2 separate regions of the Sus scrofa genome follow, and region 2 is linked to region 1. A link is a contact called in public Hi-C data. All regions are on one chromosome and are shown on one strand. Each heading gives the region's core, a stretch centred on a gene start, on an enhancer-like site or on the middle of the called end of the contact. The rest is flanking DNA. Distances are from core to core; before and after follow the strand shown. Region 1 overlaps KHNYN (protein KHNYN). Region 2 holds the start of GMPR2 (GMP reductase 2).

The links. Hi-C and Micro-C count contacts between places; a contact is called where the count stands out from the background.
Region 2: a Hi-C map of omental adipose tissue shows a contact between it and region 1, with 1.9 times the contacts expected there. The contact joins the promoter of GMPR2 here to the enhancer-like site in region 1. A contact is called at or near these places in 6 of 47 Hi-C or Micro-C datasets (liver, mesenteric adipose tissue, omental adipose tissue and 2 more) and 1 of 2 datasets of contacts at active chromatin or transcription factors (alveolar macrophages).

Annotation. Positions count from the first base shown.
Region 1 is chr7:74,855,790-74,859,487 of Sscrofa11.1, forward strand. KHNYN (protein KHNYN) reads right to left here. Exons shown (of 8, transcript XM_021099195.1): 6 at 2,248-2,355; 7 at 1,939-2,040; 8 at 1-1,405. The coding sequence ends at 1,153. Among named protein-coding and RNA genes, the nearest start is that of SDR39U1, 6.6 kb to the left of the region's middle. Within about 2 kb of position 1,557, at least 16 of the 83 cell types and tissues checked have an H3K27ac peak or open chromatin away from gene starts, as enhancers often do. A contact at or near this core is called in alveolar macrophages and omental adipose tissue, where this site is marked.
Region 2 is chr7:75,067,118-75,071,342 of Sscrofa11.1, forward strand. GMPR2 (GMP reductase 2) reads right to left here and starts at 2,962. Exons shown (of 10, transcript XM_001928014.5): 1 at 2,552-2,962; 2 at 2,094-2,214; 3 at 1,828-1,947. The coding sequence starts at 2,180. It overlaps NEDD8, which reads left to right and starts at 2,830. Exons shown (of 4, transcript XM_003128544.4): 1 at 2,830-3,153. The coding sequence starts at 3,136. TINF2 (TERF1-interacting nuclear factor 2) reads left to right here. Exons shown (of 8, transcript XR_002345917.1): 8 at 1-778.

The sequences.
Region 1 (3,698 bases), core at 307-2,806:
TACTGTAGAAAAAACAAGGGTCAGGTCTCATGAACACTGTCCTCTCAGAGCATGACTTAATCAGTTTGGTGACTGTTCAATGCTGGAGCTCATGCATTAACCTGGGACTGGGGACTTTCTGACACATTCGTTGAACTGTAAACAAGCACTTGAATGCAACAAGAGAGCTGCCATTGATAGGAACGAACCCTGAGAGTATTCCAGAAATGCAAACAGTCAACCCTAACTAATTGTTTTGTAAATGTGGATTTAGAGGGGTTGCTCAAAAGGAGTGCAGCCATTATAGGGCACATTTTACTGAGGATGCAGTGTTAAAATCTAGGGCACAGGCCCTGGAGACAGAGGACCCTCAGCGCTCTGAAAGTGAGGTTTTGGTTAGGAAGCCTGTGTAACCCACAGACTGACACCTGAGACTTGGTCCAAGTACCTTTCCTCCAAGGAGTTTTCCTCCACATTCTCTTCTCTCCTTCAAACAGGCATTTTTACCCCCGACTTATAGGCAGAAGTAAAGACCAAGATCAGTCAAAGTCACAGACAGGCACAGCTGAGACCAGAAGCCAAAGTCTCCCCCTGCCTTCTCCACCAGCTCCCCCCTGACCCACAGTAACCCAGAACACCAGCCTTTCGAGGGCCCAGCATTCCCTTCGATGTACCCAGGAGCCCAGCCAGGCCTGGGAGGCGTCCTGTCCTCTGGCCATCAGAGCATCAGCCAGGAGGAGGAAAGGCTTAGCTTCCTTGCCACCTGTTCTACATTCCTCTCCGACCCATCCTAGCCTCCATCTCCAGCTCGGCATGGAGGAGGGCCCAGCAGTCCTAATCTCTGGGACATACCCTTTCCAGCAGCCCCCACTCCCTACAGAAACCCTGCATAATGCATGGTTGAGAAGTTAAGGCTGAGCAGAACCTCCTAAGAGCTGGTTGAGGTCCTCACTCAAGATGATATCAGGTCACTTTATGGACCTGTCCCCCAAAGCGCCCCCAGCAAGAGCATTCCCCCAACATGAATGTTCTTCCTCAGTGTTTCCCTGACCCAAAACACTAACTCAGGGTGGGTCTGGGTTAGGCTCTGAGCAGCAGAGGGAGCCTCACAGAATGAGCTGAGCTGGGCGGGGCTGGAGCTGATGGGGTGGCAGTCACTCAGACAGGTAAGGCTCAAAAATTGAGACTGAGCAGGGCCTCGGAGAGCTGGTTGATGTCCCGGCAGTATGGCTCTCGCTGCAGGATGAAGTCCACCTTGTGATCCTGGCCCCAAAATACCTCCAGCAGTTGGCGCCGGAGCCGCTCTGTCTCCCGTGTCTTCCGAAGGCCACCACTGCCTTTTTCTTCTTCTTTTTTCCCCTGCTGCTGATTGCCATGTTCTGCAAAGCCCCTGGCAGAATGCTGAGCCTTAGAAGATCCCTGTGCCCTGGGAAAAAGCAGACAGAACAGGAAGAGTTGATGAGCATCCTGGAGGGAAGTTATGAGCCAGTGGACCTCCCAGCCCTCCACTCCCAGTTAACTACCCTGCCTAGTACTGGCTCCAGCGAGCAACCCTAGAGTTCCAGAAACTGACCACTGAGTGGCACTATCAACCCACTTCTGAAGGGAAGGTGAGCCTGCCACTATCTAGTTCCAGTCTAATACAGTAATCACTTTCTGTCCAGCAGAGGGCGTGCTCAATGCAACTGCCTCTAAGTAAAAGCAACCATCTTCCAAATAACTCCATCCAACACACTGATGAGGGAAAACAGGAAGCAGGGGCTTCCCTCTCAGCCAGGACGTCTGCGTCAGGATTCCTTGGGAAGCAGTTAAAGGGCAAGTCCAAGGCAACCTGCACTATTACAGGAGAAAACTGGCCAAAAGACCGAGGTCATTCTTCCCTCAATTCTCCAGGCCTACAAGGCCCCTGCAGAGCAAGGACCAAGCCTGGGGGCTGCCTGGGAGAGTTTTGGGCATTACCTGACCGGCTTTTTCAGGAACTCATCCAGTGTGGGGCCATTTCGCCCCAGTGGGTCATCAGGCACCATGAAGAGGTTTCCCACGAAGGTGAAGGGCAGCAGACTAGATGGGCACAAAGAAGTGTGGTCACAGAGGGGCTCTTGCCCACCTCCCAGACAGCTAAGACCAACACCACCAGAAGCTGCCGGCTACCATCCTTCACAAAGCAATGGCAGCCCCTTCCCAGAGTCCTCACCCGCTGGCAGAGCAGAGCTGGTTTTAGAGAAAGGTCTGAGTCCGTGCCCTATTCTCAGGGGAGGGCTCCCTCACCGCTCTCTGATGATTGCCATCCACTTCTCTGACTCCTCTGCCAGGTCCCGGAACTGGTCATTGGAGACAATGATCCCATCTGTCTCTTCGGCCAGCTTCACCATGAACCTGTCTCAAAAACCACAGCAGCCATATTGGAATTCTCCAAGGTCCCAACCGCAAAGAGCACTATTGACTCCCATGACCCACTTCTGGTGACGGAGATCCAGCCCCCTCACCTTGACCCCTCACCAGCCACCAGGTGACTGACTGGATACAGGCAACATGAGTTAGAAAGGAAACAAAGATGAATCCATCATGGTCGGCCAATAGCATCCACTCCAGTCACCACAATCCTCCACCCAACACTTCGTGGCTTGTTAGTACCATACAGAAAGACCTGTCTTCTTCTATGCTACCCCACCAATTAGTCACAAACCCATCATGCTCCTCCTCCAAAAAGCCTTCACCTCTGCCCCCTTCCTTACCAGCCCACTACTACCACCTTAGCTATTCGGACTTTGCAACTGAGGTGATACTGCATAGCCTCCTGATAAGAGAGTTCCCTGCCCCCAGCCACTTACCACCCTCTAGTCTCTCCTGTCCTCCCCCAAGAGAACATGCTCTTCCTCTACACAAAAGTCTTCTTCCACACGTGCCCTTTATCTACCGAATACTTCCACAAGCCCAGGCCTGGCAACCAAGGCCTTCTAGATCCCAGCTCCAAGCAACCCTTATGGCCTTCTCTCCCCAAACTCTCAGCTTCTGCCAAAATCAGTAATCAGATTACACTCTGTTCTCCAAACATGCTCTGTGCTGTCTGACTTCCATGTTTCTCAAACTACTCCCTCCATCTGGAAGGTGCTTCCCAAACCTCACTGATGAACAGAATCACCAGGAGAACTTCAAAAAAAAAAAAAAAAAAAAATAGATGCCTGGGCCCCACTTTAGCAATTCTGATTCCACAGAACTGGGGTAGAATTCATGAGGGGAGTCCTTAAAAACAGGTTTAGAAACCAAAAGATCCAACACATCCCACGTTCTTCTCAATGAACAAAAAAACTCTCAAATCCTCCCCTCCCCACAAAACCCCAGCCAGAAGGGGGACCCCTTCCCTCCTAATTCCATACTGTTTGATTTATAGTTGCTTTGGGCTCTTTAAAGTCAAGAATCAGGTCTTCCCTGATTCCCTGCATTCCTGCCTCCCTCAGCAGACCACGCACCTAGTACTGAGCGGGCAGTTGGTATCTGAAAGACGATCTGGTACAAAGGGGACTAGTAACCAGGCTTACATGTAACAGATGTCTGGTTCTGAGTTTCTGTCTGGCAAACAAATCAAGGACATGACATGTAAATGTATATGGTATCATATAATGTACAAAAGGTTTGTTTGTTTTTTTTAATGTAGAATCTTACTATTTATTTATGTATTTGCTTTTTAGGGCCATACCATGGCATATGGAGGTTCCCAG
Region 2 (4,225 bases), core at 1,712-4,211, 210 kb after region 1:
ACAAAAACAACACTGAGGTCAGATTCACTATTCCTTACCTCTCTTGCACAGGCCAGGTGGACAGTGGGCAACAGCAGGATTCCTAAGCACTTGATGAATGACAACAGTAATACAGTAGTAAAACTGCATAACCATGAACCTCAGAGAAAGGACAGCAGACATTCCATAAAGACTTACAGCAATTGAAAACAGAGAAAAGGAGATGAAGTCTTTAAGGCTAAGAGAACCACAAGCAGCAGCAGAATCCATCCACCAGGGCTACATTAACCAGAAGAATCCAACGTTCTCAGGGCACCCAAAATAGCTATCTACCTTCTCAGCTACAAGTATACAGGCAGGTAATACTACTGACAGGAGCGGCATCTTCCATTTTGAAACTGAACAATAACCTGTATATAAGAAAAACACATTCTATTTTGGGGCTCATCTCAGAAACTCCCAGGAACCTAGGACTTAAAGAAGAGAAAGGTTTAAAAAAAAAAAAAAAAATAGGCATGAAAGGAAATAAGCTGCTTCTCTCTAGGATCTTCTAATTAGGAATTTTTCAATACTCTATATTTAGTTTCTGGACTAAAACAGTAAATGCTCAGTGTCCTAACAGTAGTGTAAAGAGAGATGCATATGATTTGGAGAAGATGACCTGGATGTTAAAAAAAGTTGTCAGGATGTATAAATTGCTGGACAGGAGAAAAGGGAAAGTTCCATTCATATATCAGAAAAATGGGAGCAAAACTTAGCTGTGAATTTCACAACTCGGCCTTTTTTTTTTTTAATCTTAATAAAATTTAAAAGATTGACATGTCAAGCATCTTTTCTCTTTTTCTTTTTTTTCTCTCTCTTTTTTTTTTTTTTTTTTTTTTTTTTTTTTGCTTTTTAGGGCTGCACTAGCAACATATGAAGTTCCCAAGCTAGGGGTCTAATCGGAGCTATAGCTGCCGGCCTAGGCCACACCACAAGAAGGCAGGATTAGAGCCATGTCAGCACCCAACACCACAGCTCAAGGCAAGGCTGGATCACAATGGGAATACCCAAGCATCTTTTCCAACCACAATGACATGAAATTTAAAAAACCAATTACAAAAATTAAACTGAAAAATTCAAAAATGTGTGGCAATTAAACAATACCTACTGGGTGAAATCAACATGCTACACCATATCAACAAAACAAAAATTATATGATCATCAGAGTTCCCATTGTGGCTCAGTGAAAATGAATCTGACTAGTATCCATGAGGACACAAGTTCAATCTCCGGCCTCGCTCAGTGGGTTAATGATCTGGTGTTACCGTGAGCTGTGGTGTAGGTCACAGACAGGGCAGCTCGGATCCTGGGTTGCTGTGGCTGTAGCTCCGATTTCAACCCCTAGGCTGGGAACCTTCATATATCGCTGGTGCAGCTCCAAAAGACAAAAATTAAAAATTAAACCATATGATTATCTCAGGAGATGCAGAAATTCAACATCCCTTCATGATACCTCTACAAGTTTCTTCATAGCAAAGGAAACCATCAACGAAGTGAAAAGTCAACCTACTGAATGGGAAAAAAAAAATTAAAACTATATATCTGATAAGGGGTTAATATTCAAACATATAAAGAACTCATACAACTCAAAAGCGAAAAAAAAAACCCACAAAAAACCAACTTAAAAATCCAGATGGCCTTTTGAATCCAGATAAAGGGGTCTTAGTACTGCTTTAAAACAGTAAATTGAGCATCCTCACTGTTAATTGCTAGAGTTGACCTGAGATAGGGGTGGAGATGCAGATACCTCTGCAGTCAGCCCCCAAACCTGGACACTATGAGGAAGGGGCACAAGGGAAGTCCTACCTTACAAAGAACCTTGGCCATCTCAAAGGTACCCACAGTATCCATATTGGCAGCGATAATGGGGATCCCAGTGTACATCTGCTTTGAGTTCCGAAATGAAAAGGATCTTGTGAGATCCACCTGCAGATAGGAACAGGACACTGAGCATTTATTGATCCAAAAGACAAGTATTGCAGGAGGGCAAGAGCCAGGAATCTGTCTCAGTCCTGGCCCACCAGGAGCAATTAGGTGGGCTCAAGAAGAAGCAACAAAGGAAGCAGGCTCACCTCACTTCGAGACTTAAGGGTACTGCGTTTGGGTCTCAGCAGGACATCCTTGAAGTCCAGTTTGACGTCGTTGTCGATGTGAGGCATGGCAGGGACTTCGGGGTAGTGACGAATTTGAGACCTGGAGGGTAGGAAAAGTAAGGAAGTGGTAGCTGAACCAATCTCCTCTTAGGCCTTAATGGCAGGGCTTCTTGCTTAGATGTGGAAGATCAGAGCACTGGCCGAGGCACGGTCCGTGAAGACAGTCACCTCAGACCTGTCCCGTGGTTTCAATTATTATTGGTGTTTCCATCCCACGTACTATTTCCTGGAGGAGAAGAACTGGAGCGGAGTCGTGAGTGACCCTAGAAAGGTCACTCTTCTTTTTCCTGCCCTTGCAAAGAGAAATTTGGGGTAAGAAGCCGACCAGGAGGGAACAGTGGGGTCCCATAACCAGCTTCCGGAGTAGGGGTACTCACTTCCTCTCGTCGAGGCCCAGGTGGCAGTTGACCGAAGGTCCTCTTGCTTAGCAACTAGCCTCGCGCAGCTCCGCTGACCTTCGTGGGCCACACTAACAGGTTCCGCTAATAGCCAGAGAGAACAATTAACCAAGGAATTCCAGCTTCGGTGGAGGACCTGAGAAGACTTCTGGGTAACAGAGTTCACACGCTGAGAATGCCGTTGGATTCAAGGGACAGGAGACTACAACTCCCAGGGTGGGACGCGCGGGCCTGCTCCTTGGCATGATGGGAGAAGTAATTCGTCCCGCCCCCACTGTCCACTAGCCCTGGCTCGCTAGGGACTCTCAGGATCGGAGTGGCGTCATCTCTGCTGTAACTAAACGGACTGCCTTCTTTTTTTATGCCCCCAAAAAGAAACGCGAGAGCACTTCTGAGCCTTTCCAGAACCCCGTGGAAAGGAGGGGGTGGAGCGGGTGGGTGGAGCCAGACAGTGACCCGGAAGCAGAAGTGACTTCTACAGGCGGAGTGCTGGGGAGCGGTAGCGGCGACCGCAGCGGCAGAAGCAGCAATTTACCTGTGTGCAGCTCTAAACTGGGAGGAAGATGCTAATTAAAGTGAAGGTGGGAGCACTGCTACCCTTGCCAAGACTCAGTGGTACTGGGCTGGCCGCAGTGCCTTAAGGGAGAAGCCGGGAAGGAAAACCATGCCTTTCCCGAGCCTGGAGGGGGCTGACAGCCTCGGGACTCCGCGCGAGGGGTGATGGGATGGGGGGGGGGGGGGCAAGAGGGCTTTGAGAGCTAGGGGTTGGCCCAGCCAGCGGACCCTGGGGTCTCGGCAGTGGTTGCTTTCACTCCAGGTGTGTGCCTTGACGCAGAAAGAGGCCGCCTTTGTTTGGGCTCTCTCTGTATTCGAACCGCCGCAGTCATAGAGAAGGCCTAGCAGCATTTTGGTCTCCTTCTCTCTCGTATTCTTGGAATAAGCTCTGTTCTCCATCCTTCATACCCAGATAACCTGCTTCTCCCAGCCCCTAACGTAGGTTCCTCTGAGCACAGCACCAAAAGGTTAGCCTAGGGAACTGGGAGCCTCCCAGGAACTAGACTGTAAGCCTTTGCTAGTTGTCGCCAAGGTGTAGTGCCTCAGCCGGCCGTCAGGAAACAAAGCTGGGAGCGTGTTCAGTCAGCACCTGTCTTTCTGACCCAGCATCCTGGACCAGTCTCACTTCCTTGACTGAGGCAGGTTAGTTATCAGTGCCCTAGTTCTTGTTAGTTTCAAGTGTTTCCTTCATCTCTATCCCGCCTCCTGTGATTCCTCACCAACCCTCATTAATCTTATCTACTATTTCCTCCTGTGTACCCTCAGACAGAGAGGCAAAAACGAACAATTGATGCAGTGCAACGTTATTTAGGTTTTATTACAGCTAAGTAAGTCTATCGTTATTTTGTGAGCTCCTTAGTGTATTTACCATGCATAATAACCATTAACCTCTTTAGTCCTTCTGATCCACCTCCACCTCTTAGCTAAGGATTGAGGCCAGGAGGCATGTTAAAGGCTATTATTTTTTATTATTATTACTCAAATGAATTTATCACGTTTGTAGTTGTATAATGATCATAACAATCTGATTTCACAGGATTTCCATCCCACAGCCCAAGCACATCCCCCCACCCCCCAAACTGTCTCCTCCAGAAACCA